Regions from separate parts of the Mus musculus genome. Here regions 1 and 3 are each linked to region 2. Evidence: chromatin contacts called from public Hi-C and promoter capture Hi-C data. All regions are on one chromosome and are shown on one strand. Each heading gives the region's core, a stretch centred on a gene start, on an enhancer-like site or on the middle of the called end of the contact. The rest is flanking DNA. Distances are from core to core; before and after follow the strand shown.

Region 1 (3,556 bases), core at 453-2,952, 240 kb before region 2:
AAATGACAGCATAAAGTGCTGTTATGCAAATCAGGAAGAAAGGGCATAGAGTAAGCAAAATAACTTGGTTTGCGGGTGGAGGAATTACTTGTTATTTCTTTGTCTAGCATTAGGAATCACTTCCTATAGAGAATTCTCTGCTTTATGATTCCACTGTACAGAGTCTGAATATGCCCACCAATCACACTCCTGATCTTCCATGACACTGGGGATGGGGTGTGTGGCCTGAGCTTGGCCAATCACCTGTACCTGTTTTAGACATCAGGGCTAAAGGAGGCACATGTTGACCCTTAAACAACACCCAGAGCCCTTCAGCACCAGCAGAACAGAGGAGCAATCCGTAGTGTCCAGTTTATCAGCAAGAGCCATGACAGGCCAGTCAAGAATCGAAATCTCCCTTTCTGCCTAAATCAATACATACCTGGCTCTGTGAGGCACAGTGAAGGCCGTGCTAACTGAATGCTGCCACCTTGAAGAAAGTGCCTCTAATATGGAACTAAATTTTTAACTGGTAAAAATACCACTTCTTGCCGGGCGTGGTGGCGCACGCCTTTAATCCCAGCACTCAGGAGGCAGAGGCAGGCGGATTTCTGAGTTCAAGGCCAGTCTGGTCTACAGAGTGAGTTCCAGGACAGCCAGGGCTATAAAGAGAAACCCTGTCTCGAAAAACCAAAAAAAAAAAAAAAAAAATACCACTTCTCTGAATTTTCTCAAGATAGAATTTTTGGCCTATTTTCAAAAGGTTTTGTTCAAACGTCCTATTTCAGGGATGGAAATCATACTTTCAAAGTATCAATAAGATATTTGAAATTACATAATTTTTTTCTTCCCAAATGTCCAAATACATTAGAATGAAAGATCTATTAAAAGATGATGAACAAGATTTAAAAAAAAAAAACAAAAACCAAAAAACAAAAAAAACCCAGACCCTCAAATTTCATTTCACCCTGTGTTCCTGGCAAAGGGCAAGGAATAGATTACCCCAGGCAAGATTCCCCATGCTGACTACTCATTAGCTTATTCAAAGTGGTTTAAATGGCTGAGCCTATTTGCCAAATTGACTCCTGCCCAAATTTCTCTGGCACACAAATTACCCAACAGTTAACCCTCCTATTAGTAGTCTCAGCAGGAGCCAGCACATGCATGAGCACAGAGCTCTTTCTGGTCCTCGTAGGCCCAGCCACCGCAGCACATTCGCCAAATGTCTCAGAATTACCAAAAAGATGTGTCAGTCTCAGATAACAAATACTTGAATCACAAAACCCGAGGCCTTTTCCTTCACAGATTTTTCACAGCAAAGCAAGGAAGGAGATGTAAGGAGAATAAAGGACTTCTCAAACTCCAATTTGCTGCATACGAAGGGGAACGAAGGCACTTGGTTAAAATATTTACTCTCCACACTAACAGTGACAGATAATTTTCTTGTTTAAAAAGAAAAGAGAAGAGAACTTTGGTGTTTCTGGTTTTATTAGCCAATATTTTCTTTATCTCCTACAGAGAATAATTCAAATCTTAAGTCTTTTTCACACAGAAATCTACTGGAAGAAATTAATTTTTTAATCGCAAAAAAGCAGCAATCGCCACCCAAATGCTCTTCACTGAGACTTCTCAGCCAATGAATCTGACCATAAAAGAACCTTGTATCCTGTTCTACAGGGGAGGCAGGCCCACTGGCTTGCTTTATATGAGCCTCTCAGGGCCCATAGGACAGAAACAATTTCCTTTCAGTGCCAGCCAGGTTGGAAATGACCCAGTCATTCAGAAACAAACAGGATGTGCGTTGATTAAAGAAGAAGAAGAAAGAAAAAAAAAAAAAAACAGCTAGATAATAAAACCTTTGATCCAACTACAAATGGGCCCTTTATTTTCTCTTAAAAGTGAAATGCTAAAATTCAGACTATAAGTAACATTCTGAGAATCGCACACATCACATAATAAACGAAAACAAAATATTTTCTTAAGTTTTTGATAATGCGGCACGAAATCCAGCAGAAATCATTTGTGATGATCCAGCTCATTGGACACGTTAAGAACATAATTGAAATGTACCCTCTCCAAGAAATATAGATGAGGTTCAGTGACATCAGCTGCAGTACCCTGGCTTTGCTTGTGCGGTCTGCGGGGAGGTTTCAAGTCCTCCAGAGACCTTGGTGGTTATCTGAAGGATTGGTCGGGGGCTTGTGGAGTCCAGGCACAGAGTATTTGCTTCCCATCATGGACTGAGTACCCTGCTCCGTCTGCTTTAAACCTTCTTACCAGGTGCTTTGGTTTTCTGCCGCCATGTACATACTGATAAAAGAGATCTGTTTTTATCCCACTTCTATAGCAGAACATTGCCATTCATATGGTAATGAAAGATAGGACCAGAGCAAAAACACACAGCTTAAATGATGGTATCATAAATATTTATAGTAAAGCCCGTTTCACACTATTGTCTACCGTGTGCTAAATGTGGGATGCAGAAAATTCTTTGAAACACTGCTTTGTGCTTTAATGATGGCAAGAAGAGAGTGTACATTTTAATTCCAATTATATTAGAGAGCAACCGACTCTCTGGTCTACTACTAAGAAAGGGAACAATGGTTTTGGCAGCTTATTAAGACAAAGTAGAGACTTCTATTTATTTATGGCTGAATGCTATGTGTGTTACATAAAATTAGGCTTCTTTGAAATATGTACTCAAGTGTAAGCAGGAGGAGCATGCTACTTGGGGAGAGAGAAGCACCTGGTTTGAATGAAGAGATGTGCCAGCTCCGGTTCTGCAACCATGAAACCCCAGAGGTGAGTTTGCCATCAGCCTAGGCTTCAGGAGGACATTTGGTGACAATCCCACAAAGCCTCAATTAGTATCTTCAGCTACTTTCATTGTTTTAAAGAAATAACAGGAGATATAATAATAAAAACTTCTTTTTGTAACGCCATCTTTAATTTTGATTCTGTTTTAGATTGCAGAGTCTCACATATTATTCAGGACCATCTCATCTTTGCATCCTCCTGCCTCAGCTTCCCAAGTACTAGGATAACAGGCATAACCCACCATGTCTGCTTACAAAGAAGTATTTTAAGTAGATAAAAGACGTTGGCGATGCTGCACATGACCGGAGGGTCCTGACTGAACTGTAGAATGAAGGCGCTGTCTGCTGAAGTGCTTTTTACTGCACTAGATAAATGAAGCCCACTCCCACCAAAACTATATTTTAAAGAAAGTAGTAACCATTCCATGAAAAGATTCCTTTGTCATACTTTTATGATTTCATTATTCCTAGATACATGATACACTTATAAGGACTTACTCTAATCATTTCTAAAAGTGTGATATTCAATAATCACCTACCATGTGAGCCAGTTCTGCTGTTCCTTGCTATTATGGGAAAAACAGATGACGTCTCAGTACCTTTTTTTGTCTGCTCTCAGCGGCCACCAGCTGTGCGGACATCCTTTCTTGCATTTTTCTGCAGTGGGCCATGACAGCTTCAAGGATGGAGAGTGGATTGGTGCAGACTGGCTTCTCTTTGTCACCAGGACCTGCTTCATAGTCTCTCTGAAGTGCCAGGAA
Region 2 (3,874 bases), core at 383-2,882:
CCTGATAATCTTATTTAGGTCCAGCATGGTTCTTTAAAGTAATTCTCTCACTAGTCACTGACCTTTCAAATGTGTATAAACAATACTATGTGTCCTTGAACTATGTCATGCAAAGACTCAGACCTTGATGGGCTCCATGTTGCAGAGAAACCAGTTTAAACTAGATTGCAGTAAATTGACATTAGTATTTCATAACCTTTAACCTGTGATTGTTTCTACCTTAGCTTTACCTTCAGATTCTCTCTCTTTTCTTTTGCTGTCTTTCATTCTCTCTCTCTGTCTGCCTCTGTCTCTCTCTGTCTCTCTGTCTGTCTGTCTCTCTCTCTCTCAACTTTGAGACATGTCTCATTGTGTAGTTCAAGTTAGCCTTGAACTCACTATCTATCCCAGCCTGACAGCCTTCAGAGTTTAAAGATATTCTTTAAGGATAATTTTAACTTGAGTATAAAAAGCTGCCCAAATTTTGCACAGAATCATCTTATTTTTCATTCTCCAACATCGTTTCACTATTTCTTACCTCTCCCCGTTTTAAAAATATCATTTTCAAACTACTTCATGAGATTCACCTAGATATCATATTTTATGACATGTGAAGTTTTTATTCTTCCTAAAAGAATACTTAGATGTTTACAATTTTAAAGGAAGACATGCTTATCAACAGCCTTTATATTTCCCATTTAGCAGTCCAAATCTCAAGATCAGTGGAAGCAGTAAGAGTTGAAAGAAGGAGCTAGTGATGCGGCTCTCCACTGCTGTAAAAGGGTGATCAATTAGATATAATTCCTTGATTTAGTAATTTCTACCAATGTCTAATGGATCCCACATGTTCTTTTGCATCTGGCTGTCAACAGCTCTTCAGATTACCACCTTACTACCACATTTAGATCACTGTGGCAGAAGTAACTTTCATAAAGGAACTTAAGTAGGAGCCCCCTGCCATTAGCCAGTTGAGCAAACCACACCCTAGCAAGTCATGAAGGAGAGGTGGCTTGTCTGAGAAGTGCTTCTGTATCTGTGTCTTTATCTAATACGATAACATTCCTAGATATTTTGTTGTCACTTGGCTTTGTGCTAGTGATAGTTAAATTTGTGGCTTGTTAATTTAGCTTGGCTGAATGCTATAATTCCATATGATAATGTATGTGAAAATTAGAAACTTAAAGTAAAAGAGATATAAGAAAAGTGGAAAGATAAACAAATCTGTAAATAATCTGAAAGTGACAGCATAGATTTGTGGTCAGTCTGATCTGCAACCATTTTACATAGTAGTTACTAGGTCTTCCCTTTGTTTTCCATTAGCAAGCTTTGTTATCCACGATAAAATGTGCACACAGGGACCTAGGTTAGGTTCTTGGCATACTCCATCTGACTTCAAATTTTTATGATCTATTCTCCTTCTCCGAAATGGTCACCTCTTCCCAACTGCCTAACTTCCCTCCTGTCATCATATTTTTTGTGGATTTTATAATTGGGATGTTCCCTTTCATGTGGAAATGTGGCTGGTACCTCTTTGGAAGGAAGGGAAGACTAATTGGCAACTTTGGCAATCGCTTGCCTTGAGTCTAGCAGGAAGGGATGGTTCCTGGCAGGAAAAAGCCAAATGCTTGAATCCTCAAGCTGTCATGTAGCAGATGCACGTCCAAAAGAGAGAACAAAGGACCTTCTGGAGTGAAGTTGAAACTACTGGGTAGATTGTCAGTGGGAAGGGACTTTGACTCCTTCACCGCTCACCTCTGTGCTGACCCCTCGCCCCCCTCCCCCCAACCCTGCATACCTCTCCAACCTCGCGCCTCCACCTGCTGAGAAATGTGATCCTAAATGGGACACCTATGGATGCAACCTTGAAATTTCACTGTTACCACCTGACTGCATCTTTCCTGCTGAGATAATTGCATCCGGCAGCGTCAAGTGCTTTCCACCTGCCTTCCACTCTGACATTGTTATTATACTGTGTCCCTGTGCTTAGTGCTACCAAATTCATAGAGGCCTGTGACTGTTTTCTGGCCGCACATATTGGCAAAGTTCCAGCACGTCAGATATGACATCAACAGTGTATTTCTAGGCACTTGGTCTCTGCTGTGACACTGGTTTCTTCATTATCCTCTGCTTTTTTTTTTATGTATATGAGGGGGGGGATGTAAGAGACGAATATAGCATGAAGGATTTCCAAGTATTATTGATATTCTTATTTTTAGAGACCTTCTAAATTGTTGATGAACTGTTTCTAATAAGCTATATTAGACTTTGAAAACTTAGCTCAAGTATTTAAGACGCTTCATTTATTACTTCCATTGGCTAAATTGTCATTAAATATTACTGATATATATCACTTTTGTCTCTCCGCTAGCCTCTGGAGTCTATCTACCTTTGCTCCCCCGAGTTCGATATTATCCATTCATATTGAGACACATCTCTGGTACAAAACCCAGCATCTTAGCAGCATGCCCAGAGTAAAATCCACTCCCTTCACTTACAATGCCTCATGTGACCTGGTCCAGCACCCACCCTCGGCCCTCACACCCGCTTCTTTTCCCCTGTGCATATTGCTTTCACTGCCACTTGCCAGGCATGCCCCCACCAATAGCTTTGACTAGCTATTTGGTTTCTTTTGCTTCTTCCTGACAGAATGACATGGTTCGCTTTCTTGATTCCTCCGCTCAACTTTGTTCTCTCACTGGTATTCGTCACTAGATACTTTACTTACTTCTCTTGTTTAAATTTTCTCCTGCTATACTTTAGGTTTTATTTCTCGTGATTTCCATATGTTGCCCCGCGGACTTTCCTCTTCCTGCTGTTACCTTTTGCATTCTTTGAAGCATTCAGTTTAAATTTTTGTCTTAAAGGCATTTCTTTGATTACGTCTCCTTCCAGATCTCACCACCAAAGACCAAAAATATATTTTAAAAAATCATTAATGTTCCTTTAGACTCAAAGAGGAGAATGAATGAAAATACTGTAGGGGCAAAGGAAGACAGACATGTATGAAGTAGATCTGGTTATCTGGTACAGTACTGGAGAGAGAGGAGAGAGAGAGAGAGAGATAAAACATTATTTGATGCAAACAAAGGAGAGGTAATTCTCTAACCAGAACAAATGAGCTATTAAAACATGGAATAGTAATTCTGGCCATATTTTCAACATGAGCATAACTCTTAAAAAATTAGAATGGTTTTCTCATTTGGGGGTACTTCCTCCCTGTATCTACCTGGTCATTATCTATCCATAAATATTACTGGTCAACAATCACTTAGAGTCAAGATAAGAAATACTGGTCTAACTTATGTCTCTTGATGTTACTGATTAAGGATCATATCAAACATTGTAAACATAGTTGTACCTGTTTCCTACAGGCTACAGCTTTTTCCCAAAGCTTGCTCTAGACAAGCTGATGAATAGGAATGGCTCTTATTATACAGTACATGCAACTTGATACAACTTCAACCTTAAAAATCAATAGTATTATTCCACCCATCATGCCTACTTACAAATGGATTATTTTGCCAATTATTTAGATATTTTCTTCATTTACATTTCAAATGCTCTCTCCTTTTCTAGTTTCCTCTCTGAAAGTCCCCTATACCCTCACCCCGCCCTGCTTCCTGGCCCTGGCATTTCCCTGTCCTTGGGCATATAATCTTTGCAATACCAAGGGACTCTCCTTCCATTGATGGCTGACTAGGCCATTCTCTGCTACATATGCAACTAGAGACACAGCTCTGTGGGGTACTGGTTAGTTCATATTTTTGATCCTCCTATAGGGTTGCAGACCCCTTTAGCTCCTTGGGTACTTACTCTAGCTCCTTCAATGGGAGCCCTGTGTTCCATCCAATAGATGACTGTGAGAATCCACTTCTGTATTTGCCAGGCACTGGCA
Region 3 (3,589 bases), core at 572-3,071, 170 kb before region 2:
TGGAACAAAAGTCTTCCTGACAATGCAGTTTTGTTTATAGTCCTATACATCACACATCACAAAGCACATGCTGGAGTTGGTTTATCTTGTGCTTGAAATATCTTGCGGGCACAAAGGGGTGTTTTCTAAGTAGATTAAACAAACTATCCACCTTCCTGGGGGAGAAGAATAGAGTTCTCCCACACCTCCACTTCCCCCCTCCTCCTCATGGAGAACAGGACAGTCCATAATTTCAACTCCCAGAGGGACTTGTTTTAATAGACCCTTTCTCCCTTGTCACCGAAAGAAAGTAGCTCACAAGGGAAAGGCTTCATTTGAAATATCTTTAAAGTTCTTATTAGCAAAGAATGGAAAACTCAATTTCCCCCAAAAGCTCCCCAAGCCCAGATTCTTCCACTTTCACGATGGGGATTAGTGGTGCCCCTTCCCCTCCCCTCCTCTCGTGTTCTGCCTTTTGCAGCTATCAACCCAAGTACCTTCCTCCACATCTTTTTTTTTTTTTTTTTTTTTTCGTTCCAAGCCAGAGGTGGGAGGAAATTCAACAGCTCAGGTTGTTTACATCTGTTCCTGCCCTCTGCTGCCCAGACCCGGATTTGGATCTGGAGGTGGAAGACACTGAGGGGTTGTCCATGCGATACTCAGCTCACTCAGTCCCACTCCTCCAAAAGAGCTGTTGGATTTGGCCAAGAGTGGGAGGCGCTCCCAGACCTGTCTTTCTTTGCAGGTCTTTGCAGCTTTAGCAAGAGCTGCTTCCTCAACCTGCAAATATTTTCCAACCTGGCTTTGTGGGTCAAGACCCCACAGCAGGGTAAGAAGAGAATGTCTGTGCATGCAGACATTTAGAGTATCAAAGAAGGGAGCAGGTACGAGCCTAAGCAAGTCAAGGCGCCAGGGAAAGGGAACAATGTTTTGACACCGGGTTCAGAAAACCCAGTTCAATCCCGCTTTAGCTAGGGAAGAAGGTCCCTACAGATGACTGAGCGAGTGGCAGTCAGCTAGTACCCAAAGTGCAGGCGCTACGGGGCCTCTCTCACCAGTCTCCCCAAGACACATGAGCCCCCCCCCCCCCCACACACACACACAAAGAGCATCCCCACACCTGCCTAGCGATGGTTCACCTTCCCGCCTCTGCTACCCCAGGTCCCCTGAGAGGTGTCAGGCACCCCGAGACTGGCGTTCGCTCCGCACCCCGGAGAGGTGAACAATGGAGACTGAGATACCCCGCGAGTGAGCAAAGGGGTCACCAGGGACGCGTGTGGTGTCCAGAAGGACCGACAGGCCCCTAGTACCCGGGGGTGGGGGCTGGCGTTTCCCCACTTGAGCCCGCTTCTGGCCCTGGGGACACTACGGGGAAGGGACACACGAAGGGCACACCCCGGGGAAGGAATGGGTAATCAAGGGAAGAGGAACAGGAGAGAGGGGATATCCTGGAGAAGGAAGGGAAACCCTTGGGAAGGGAGACCTCGGGGAGTTAAAGGAGCACCCTAGAGAAAGACAAGGCATCCCAGGAAAGGACCGGGCACCCCTAGGGGAGTGTCCAGTGGGGACCCTGGCACCAACCCCAGCCCGCGTCTACGCGGTTCCCCGCGCCCAGGGAACTCGGTTACCGCCGCCTCCGCCGTGGCCCCCTCCGTGTCACCCGGGGTGCGGGACAAGTCGGGCTCGCAGCTCGCGCTGTCCGTCGCCATCTTCCTGCTCTAGCGGATCCGAATGCGAGCTCGGAGCGGCGGCGGGGTTCAGCTCTCTCGGCGCGGGCGGTACTTAACCCGCTGCTGGCTGTGGCCGCCGCGCTCTCAGCCCGGGAGCTCGGCCGCCCCCTCCCGCCTCTCCGCGCCGCCCCTGCCGCTTAACCCTGTGCGCGCTGGAGACGCGGCGCCCCGCCCACCCGCTAGCCCAGTCGCTCCCACGGGACCAAGAACCAGCACCAGAGATGCGCGGCCTCGCGCTGGTGTCGAGGGGACCAAACACCGGGGGATGCAAAAGAAAGCAAGCTTCCTCCCTCGAGGCGACGGGCTGGCCAAAATCTTTGCTTAGACAGTGGGGCACAAGCCGATCTGGAGGCCAGACTCCTGGATGTGAAATAAATCTAAAATTGAGCAACTGTCCCTCACTTCCACTAGCTCCAATGAGGTGCCTTCCTTAATATTTGCCAGCCCCTGTCGCCTGGACACGTCTATCCTCTTGGTTTGTACACCCGGCTTTGTTTTATCGCATCTTCGATGCTAGTTCTCTCTCAAACCATCAACTGAAAGTCTGAACTCACAGCTAAAAGTCCCTGTCCAGCTGTTTTTAGCGCCCTTCCTCCGCAGGTACCTATCTGCTCGGGTTTCTTTTCAAAGAAGGTGGAATCTCCCACCACCACCCGCCCCAAGCCTGAGGTCTGTTCTGAAAAACCACCAGGTATCCAGTAATGTCTTACTACTTTTGAGAGAACAGGAGTTTCTTTCGTACAGATGAGAACACAAGGATACACACACAGACCTTTGTCAAAAATGATCATATGGAAATGCATGGCTGGAGTTTATATGAATGAGTTAGGCCCAAGCAATTAATCTCCTCTTCTCCTGCCTCTAATTCTGTTCTCATCCTTTCCTGCCAAGTCCCAGAATCTGAAAATCTATCACCTTATTGAGACCTTATGGCAAAGACCTCCCCAAATCTCCAGATCTCTAACATTTTTTTTTTTTTTAAATTTTGTTCATTGAAAGCACATAATCAAATGGAGGCATTCAAACTCTGTCTCCCTGAAGCCAAATCAACGCACCATCCAATCCCACGCTTGATATTCTGGAAGGTGGGTGACTGGAATGTTCAGTACATGGAGTATAGCCTTGAAAACAAGCAAGCAAGCAAGCAAACAAACAAACAAACAAAATGACTAAACAACAAGATCCCAGCCTGCTCTCATTGACAGGACCTGACACCTTAACTGTTCATTTTCCGAACTGGATCCGAATATTGTCAGAAATCAAAGAAAATATTTTCTACAAAGACGTTGAAAGGAATCGGTCAACAAAATCTAGAAAGTTCCCCCTAGAAAGAGCAGTCCAGGAAACACACCTGGAGCCCCGAGGTTAAGGGTCAGAGCTTAGGAACCACCTGCAAGTTACCCAGGCACAGAGTTTCCTTTGTTTACTGTTGGCTGATTTCCTCTGCCTGTGGCTTGTACTCTGTCTTGGTCATCACACCACTTGCTTTCATTTAGTCAACTGCTCTCTTGAAATTACCCAATATGAGACTATCTAGACTTCTAAGGCGAAAGGAAAGCACGTGACTGTAAAAGATTTTGAACTGATCGTAAATAGTTAAGATTAAAAGCAAGGATATTTCCTGATTTTGTTTTTATTTTTAAAAAATTGTTTTTGTACATTAGTTTTCTTAATACCGATGCTGAATTATTACTCTAAAAATTACCTGGCATACTTCTAAGGAGAGGCAGGAGGAAAAAAATAATATATTTCATTTAGGAATTAAGGAGAGGTATCTAAAACCCCTTATTGCTCGGAAGTAGATATGTTCTTAGGCTTGCAGCTCAATTTTTAAATGCCTCATTTATTTGAAGATATTTTATAATAACGTTAAAAATTTA

The links. Promoter capture Hi-C pulls out the DNA fragments that hold promoters and counts their contacts. A called contact is a pair of places that touch in the nucleus more often than the background predicts.
Region 1: a Hi-C map of cerebellum shows a contact between it and region 2, with 1.5 times the contacts expected there. The contact joins two enhancer-like sites. A contact is called at or near these places in 2 of 484 Hi-C or Micro-C datasets (cerebellar granule neurons and cerebellum).
Region 3: a promoter capture Hi-C map of hippocampal neurons shows a contact between it and region 2, with 4 times the contacts expected there. The contact joins the promoter of Cttnbp2 here to the enhancer-like site in region 2. A contact is called at or near these places in 2 of 39 promoter capture datasets (cranial neural crest and hippocampal neurons), 4 of 484 Hi-C or Micro-C datasets (cerebral cortex, hippocampal excitatory neurons and ventral hippocampal neurons), 3 of 115 datasets of contacts at active chromatin or transcription factors (embryonic forebrain, forebrain and neural progenitor cells) and 1 of 9 other capture datasets (pancreatic islet).

The regions. Positions count from the first base shown.
Region 1 is chr6:18,444,854-18,448,409 of GRCm38.p6, forward strand. Cttnbp2 (cortactin binding protein 2) reads right to left here. Exons shown (of 23, transcript NM_080285.2): 3 at 3,395-3,556. It overlaps Gm40356 (a long non-coding RNA gene), which reads left to right. Exons shown (of 4, transcript XR_003956414.1): 3 at 2,661-2,781; 4 at 2,946-3,556. Among named protein-coding and RNA genes, the nearest start is that of Gm40356, 11 kb to the left of the region's middle. Within about 2 kb of position 1,703, at least 43 of the 459 cell types and tissues checked have an H3K27ac peak or open chromatin away from gene starts, as enhancers often do. A contact at or near this core is called in cerebellum, where this site is marked.
Region 2 is chr6:18,687,254-18,691,127 of GRCm38.p6, forward strand. No RefSeq gene overlaps it. Among named protein-coding and RNA genes, the nearest start is that of Gm23648, 38 kb to the right of the region's middle. Within about 2 kb of position 1,633, at least 13 of the 459 cell types and tissues checked have an H3K27ac peak or open chromatin away from gene starts, as enhancers often do. A contact at or near this core is called in cerebellum and hippocampal neurons, where this site is marked.
Region 3 is chr6:18,513,048-18,516,636 of GRCm38.p6, forward strand. It overlaps Cttnbp2 (cortactin binding protein 2), which reads right to left and starts at 1,822. Exons shown (of 23, transcript NM_080285.2): 1 at 1,608-1,822. The coding sequence starts at 1,688.